2 separate regions of the Mus musculus genome follow, and region 2 is linked to region 1. Evidence: chromatin contacts called from public promoter capture Hi-C data. All regions are on one chromosome and are shown on one strand. The core of a region is the stretch at or near the end of the contact, and the rest is flanking DNA. Distances in the headings are between cores, read along the strand shown. Region 1 holds the start of Mgmt (O-6-methylguanine-DNA methyltransferase). Region 2 overlaps Ebf3 (early B cell factor 3).

Evidence for each region. Promoter capture Hi-C pulls out the DNA fragments that hold promoters and counts their contacts.
Region 2: a contact with region 1 is called in a promoter capture Hi-C map of neural stem cells. The contact joins the enhancer-like site here to the promoter of Mgmt in region 1. A contact is called at or near these places in 4 of 39 promoter capture datasets (3T3-L1-derived adipocytes, HPC-7-derived erythroid cells, neural stem cells and 1 more) and 2 of 115 datasets of contacts at active chromatin or transcription factors (both in embryonic stem cells).

What each region holds. Positions count from the first base shown.
Region 1 is chr7:136,892,427-136,895,836 of GRCm38.p6, forward strand. It overlaps Mgmt (O-6-methylguanine-DNA methyltransferase), which reads left to right and starts at 2,160. Exons shown (of 5, transcript NM_008598.3): 1 at 2,160-2,261.
Region 2 is chr7:137,220,102-137,223,277 of GRCm38.p6, forward strand. The region is part of intron 10 of Ebf3 (early B cell factor 3); the gene reads right to left. Among named protein-coding and RNA genes, the nearest start is that of Gm10578, 13 kb to the right of the region's middle. Within about 2 kb of position 1,625, at least 30 of the 459 cell types and tissues checked have an H3K27ac peak or open chromatin away from gene starts, as enhancers often do. A contact at or near this core is called in neural stem cells, where this site is marked.

The DNA of each region.
Region 1 (3,410 bases), core at 910-3,409:
CTCTCATGGCACTTTACACATTTATCTCTCTCTCTCTGTCTCTTTCTGACTGTCTCTGTCTCTGTCTCTCTCTCCTCTACCTTTGCTTACGGTAGTCAGGAAAAATTTTGTAGGTTGAAAGTTTTGTATCTGGGTTGGTAGTCTTGCCTTAGCCAGTGTTTTTAACTTCTGAGCCATCTCTCCAGTTCTGCCACCCAGATAGTTTAACAAGCTACGATTCTGATATTAATTGCATCGGCTCCAGAGTGTACTTGTTTGGGGTCTCAACAGGAACTCTGATTTAATCTTGGTCTTTCTCATTTTCAGTTCCATTAGGATCCCAGTTCTAATTGGGCCTTGGTAGCATCATGCTATATGGGGCCTGGCAAATAGTATCCTTACTCAATAGTCTGTTGCTATCCCAGGAGCCTGTGCAATATGCACGTATGGTCTACAAGTGCACAGCACAGATTCTTATGAAATTACTGTACGAGTGATAAACCGGAGGACCCAAGATAACCAAGAAGCAAGAGCAGGACCCAGGGTAAACTTTCATGTCTCTTGTCCCTGGGCAAGAATACCCCTCTCTGTCTGAGCACAGCGCTGGGGAGGTGGACTAGTTACTCACTTCATTACTATAACCAAATACCTGAAAGAAATCAAGGGCTGGAGAGGGGCGCTCTCGTTCAGAGAAAGGCTGAGCATCATTGAAGGGACAGCATGACAGCAGAATTAGCTGCTCAGGATGCAGAGAGAGTTGTGCTGGTGCTCTCTTTATCTTCTCCTTTGTTCCCTTCTCATTCAGTTTGGGATCTCAGTTCTTAGAGATGACACCACCCATATTGGGGGAGGGGAGCTCCAATGCCCAGAGGTGTGTCTCTGAGGTAATTACAAATCCAAGCAAGTTGTTGAGCGTAGACGACACAGAAGGACTCTGAGACTTGATTTGATCATCCCATGTATCTAGGAGTCTCGTTTATCTTCTATCAGCAGTTATTCTTAGCATGTCTGGAGGAGGTGACAGTGGAGGTGAGGAGGGGCGGCTTCAAAGGGTGAATGGTGGCCTCTGTGAGTCACTGGGGCTCCTCATACAACAAACCTTTGAGCAACGCTTCTAAAGGTGGTAGGTAAAATGTTGGCTCCTCCAGGTCACTGAACCAGGGTACTAGTAAGGACCAAATCCAGGCAGGAGAGCTGCACACTGGGAAGATGAAGGTCTCAACAAACAAAACCACAGCATGGTTCTTAGCATATGTGCACCTGGGATGGGACCCTGAAGTTAACAACACGTCTCTCTGAAGCTTTAGGACGATAACATTCCCTAAGGATTTTATGTCAATCAAGTCAGATACCATGGGGCGCCAATCAAGTACCACAAAGTGGGTGGCTTGAAAGAATGAAAATTTGTTTATAGTCCAGGAGGCTGGTAGTTCTCACCTCCTGCACAGCATCTGGTACACAGGTGTATCTGGCTTCTAGTTTTCTGTTCACAGGGACAGCAGTAATATCAGATTAGGACTCTCCTAACTAGTGACATCATCTTCAAGTGTCACCTCCGTGTTTTTCCAAATAAGGCCATTATGAGGTACAGAGGGAGAATTCCAACAAGGCTTTCTTGGTGGACAACATTTAAATCCTGTCATCTCACACCAGATGCTGGATACTCACACTAGCTGAACCACTACTGAGCCATTCCAATTCCAAGTGCCAAGAAGATCCTGAAAGAAAGCCCTGGCCCAGCTGGGCAGTGACTGGATTCCTAGTGGGCTTAACTCTTCCACCACCCTTTGGGTGCGCGCTGTTGGCAAATAGTGACTATGTCTCAGCGGGTAAACTGGGACTTGGGGTGGTGAGGTCGAGGTGAGAAGGTGCAGCTCAGCTCCGGTGGGATGATGCGGCCTGATGTCTAGGATGGGCAAAGAACCAGTTTCAGGTCTGGAAGAAGAGGCCTGCTCTAGGAACACGCACCCAGGGAGGAAGCACAGAGCGGCACCCTTGCGTCACACACTGGGCGTGCTTACACTCCCCGCCCCTTTTCCGGCAGCTCCCAGAGCCACGCCCCGCGTACCAGGCCCGCTTTACACCCTCGGACTACAAGCCCACAGCTCAGTAATCAACTGCACCCTGACTCCGCCCCCGCCCACCAGGCCCTGCCCCGTGCTAGGCCCCGCCCCCACCCCGTGCACGCGCCTGCGGCCCGTATTTCTCAGTGCCAGATCTTGGTGCTCAGGCACCTAAAACTTGTGTACCGTTCCCCGTTGCTGTCTGCAGTTTGCAAGCTGGTGAGTTTTGGGGCACTGTGTGGGGCCCTCTCTGGAGAGAGCCGAAGTCCAGGGAGACAGTCGTGGCTCTGAGTTGTCCTAAGGACTCCTTCCTTTCTCTAGGACCTCAGCCCCTTCTGTACAGGCTGCCCTACTTCCCTTGGCCCCGGGGTTCGTGGGCAAGTCTGCCTGGTGACTGGGCATGTCTCCTGCCACACCTCCAGATGCCCAACACTTCTCAAGTCTCTGCTGGATCCATGCAGGTCCCCTGGCCATACTCTTTCCCTTCACTGGTGACCAGGGGGTGGGGATCCCGCTTCACCTTTCTTTCAGGAAGCTTCCAGAAGCTCCTCAGCTTGTAGCTCAGATCTGCTTGTAGTAGGCCCATACTTCTCATAGCTCCTTCTTTCTTGAGAGTAGGAGAAAATAACCAGGCCCCGGGGTCCTGCAACATCATGGCTGGTGCTAGGCACACCTGGTTAAAACCTCAGAGAGTAAACAAACAGTACATTCGCTCCGCGCCCAGTGGGTCTAGGTTTTTGTTCTGTACATTTTATTCTGAGCTGCCTCATCCAGACCCTGATTGTGAGTTCAGAGAAGTAAGGTTTGAGTGTACGTGTGCGTGCACACGTTTGGCTGGACCCTCCTCAGACACAGACAGGAGCTTGTGGAAAGGGTATTCTACAACCTGCAGAGTCTCTGTAGACAGACCTGCTCTTCATTTCACTTCCCTGACAGGTGATCCCAGATGATTTTAACTTCATGTGTCTCTCAGTATCTGCAGCACTTGTCGTAGGGTGCTGGGTGTGGGGGATGTGAGAAGCCTGGCCTGTGGTCAGTGTCCTGTAAGCTTAGGCATGTCATCTGAGCATTTGACAGGACCTAGAGCCTGAGAGTGGCTGGACAGAATGGTCTGCACAAATGCCCTGCCTGAGGCTCCACCCACTCTGGGCCACTCTGGGTATTGACATAGTTTGGTACTGTCTGAGGTCTAGAGGAGCCAGGCCACAAGGATCTATGGGAGTAATTTTTTTTTCAATTAGAGGGAAAAATCTGTCATAATAAGAGTTTGACTAATATGTGGTATGTCTTTGAAGAAGTTTCTGCTGTTACCATGGTTTAAGAAGCAGAGTCTCAGGTGTTGTGGTAAGGTGGCTGTGTCTTGTACAG
Region 2 (3,176 bases), core at 375-2,874, 330 kb after region 1:
AACGGCACGGATCGTGGGCGGCAATTTAGAATCATTTGTTCTGCGGATACAAATGATTGGTTGGGAGGACCACAGGCCAGGGAGAGAGGAAACTGGAGCTGTCCGGCTGTGGTGAAGGGTGTTTGAAATCCATAGTGTGGACAGAACCATGTCTAAATATTCACAAGCAACCTTTCCACGTGCCAGAAACACAAGGGTTTTCCCAGGTAAGGAGAAATGACATGGAAGGTGGAAGCCAGCCAGGAGACTCAACAAGAGTGAAACTGTCTCCTGACAGGTGCAGGATGGAGCTGGCACCCCTCAACGTGAAGCCAGGGTGGAGCTGGCACCCCTCAATATGAAGCCAGTTTTAAAACACAGTACAACCTCTTTCTAAAAAGACAAACCTAAACACTATCAGAGAGAACAGAAACTGCTTGCAATTACTGACTGAGGGATGGTCTCCCAAGCCTGACATCAAATGCACACATGTCTGTATGAAAAGATCCCCATCCAATGAACGCATCACAGACCTGGGGCCCTTCCAGATATCCACCGTGTGTCCACTTTAGATGGGCCTATGCTGCCTGCCAGCATCTTGTTGAGTGACTGGGCTCAGTCTGTTACTGGCGACATGTTGACTCCCGGTAATTTGTGATAATTTCTTTAATTGAGCAAAAAAGAATTCTCTAAAATGAGGGTGGGTCAATCAAACTTCAGGGCAGGAGGTCAGCCAAAAAAGCCCCCAAATGCCATTCCTGGTGTCTCGTGAACTAGGCTTAAACCCAGGCCACAGCAGCAGCCTCTGCTCCTTTGCTAATCAGGAAACATTTTGCCAAATGTCCATTGTAAGCCCCCCTCCCTCTCCCCCTCTCTCCATCCTTCCCTCCCCCCACCCAATACACTTCATACTTGAGAACAGGCCTGCAAAAGGCGTTTTCATGAGAACATAATCTCAATTAGAAGCTTACAAATTCCAACCCAACTTAATCAGGTAATGCCATAACGTTTCTATTCTAATTAAAAAATAATTTCTTTTATTACTCTTAACAATGCAATGTGTTTGTAGCAGTAAAAATATGAGAGCAAAAGCTGCTCGATTTTGCCTATATGGTAAGTTCCTCAGGTAGGCAACTGCGGGACTGTTTAATTATTATTAAACAAGTCAATGGTATGCTATTAGACAAATATTAAAACAAGCATTGCACTTGGTTATTAATTTGAACTATTCACTTTTAAATGCAGCAAATATCTCATTAATTTAATTTTAGGTGCCCACCAGTTTATATTGCATTTTACAGTCTAAAGGCAATTTACTATTAACTGGCAATTACATACACAGTGACTGTTAATTCTGCTTCTAAGTGCTAGCCGCTTGGAAATTGTTCTCTCTCTCTAATTTCTGACCTTCTTACAGCAGGGGTGAGGCTCGCTGGGAATACAGAGAACTCCTATGGAAGAGCTGGACATGTCATTTGTGGCTCATTCTTTTAATTCACCGTGCTAATCAACTGAACCGCCACAGTCTCCCAAGGTAATTGTGACTTGAGAGGGACTATGAACGGCAGCCAAGGGGCTAGATGGATGGGGCCTGGCCAGCCTTCCCCTTCCAGGGGCAGAGGCTGAGCACGACCACTCTGGGTTGACTAATAGGGTCTGGTTTTGAAAAATCTGGTGTTTCTCAGGTCACTGTAAACAGCTCATTTAGACCTCTGCCAAGTCCCTCCCAGCCTTTGGCAGGCTAGTGGCAGCCCCTCCTCCAAGCCCAGGTTCATTATCCAGTGGCCCTGCAGCCCCACAGCTGGCTTCATGCCGGGAAGGTTAAATGTGAAGGTGTCCCAGCAGCCTCCGGGGCCTGGGCACACTGATGGGAAACAGACGCCCAGGGGATGGCGCCCATGTTGTGACATCCAGAAGGACTGGCTCAGTTTTCATTGGGGAGAGGGAGTCCCTGTGATTACCTCATTGTCCCCATCAATTTCAGGGCAATGCAAATCAGACAGAAGCTTCCAGGCCAGACAGGTTATGACCCCACCTTTCCTCAGCTCCCTGAGAGTATAAAGCCCTGTATCCCTTACACACATGTGAAATGTATATTCCTGGTAATGATCACACACACACACACACACACACACACACACACACACACATACACACACACATATGCTAGTTAGCTAGCTAGCTAGTTAGTTTGGAAGGGCTGAGCTTGTACAGCCTTGAAACAAATGCTCACACATGAGGAAACAGGAAATCTCCAATCCCAGGGCAGGAGGACCTGAGTCTTGGACCTAAGAAGTCTAGTCAGGTTGAAAGTAGATGCAACCACGCAGGATGGACACTAAGCCTCCAGAAAGGCTTGTCGTGAGGTTATAACAAGCTCAGGAGACACTGCTGTCCTTTGGGAGGCAATGGACATTCTGGTCAAGGAGGGCATTCCACCGAGCCAGAGAGCAAGGAGCTTCAGAGAGCACCCTTCCCTACCCACCTGTCCTGGAGAGCTGATAATAGGGACAGCTACCAAATGGGCCCTATGGGTCCTGCCAGCCAATGACAAGCAACTCCTCCTACCCTCCACACCTGCATTTGTTCACAAGTGTTCAAACCAGGACCTATCTGTAGCACTGGGGACAGACACGGGCAAAGGAAGAAAATCAGGACCTGAATCTCTGTGCCTTAAAACTGCTTGTAAAAGTTTTGTTGTTTTTTTTTTTTAAAGAGAGAGGGGGCATGAGGGGGCACTTCTAAAAATCAGTCATCTTCAACATTCAAACCAAAACCCCAAGAATACAAAGACTCAGGGAAGAACTTGCCTAGAGCAGCCCCTAAGGAAACCAGCAGACCCTCCTAACAATCTCACTAGAGAACAAGGAGGACAGGCTGGTGAGAAGCAGGCCAGGCTTGCCAACTGTGGACACAGGCTCACTTGGGTGCCACCAGCCAAGCCAGGCCACATGAGCAGCATAGGGACTCACTCCACACCCAACCCTGCCATGTGTCCCTCAGCTCGCTGTCAGTACAAGAACAAGTGCACAAGATCTCCACATTCAAGGAGCTCAAACCATGAACAGACCCCACGGACCTCAGCGGAAGTCCAAGCTGTCGCTAACTTTCCACTGCTGATACTACTTACCAAGTGCCCTCTGTATGTCAGACACGTTGAGTTGCCCTTGATCCTTGCCAAAACCCCATGAAAAAGT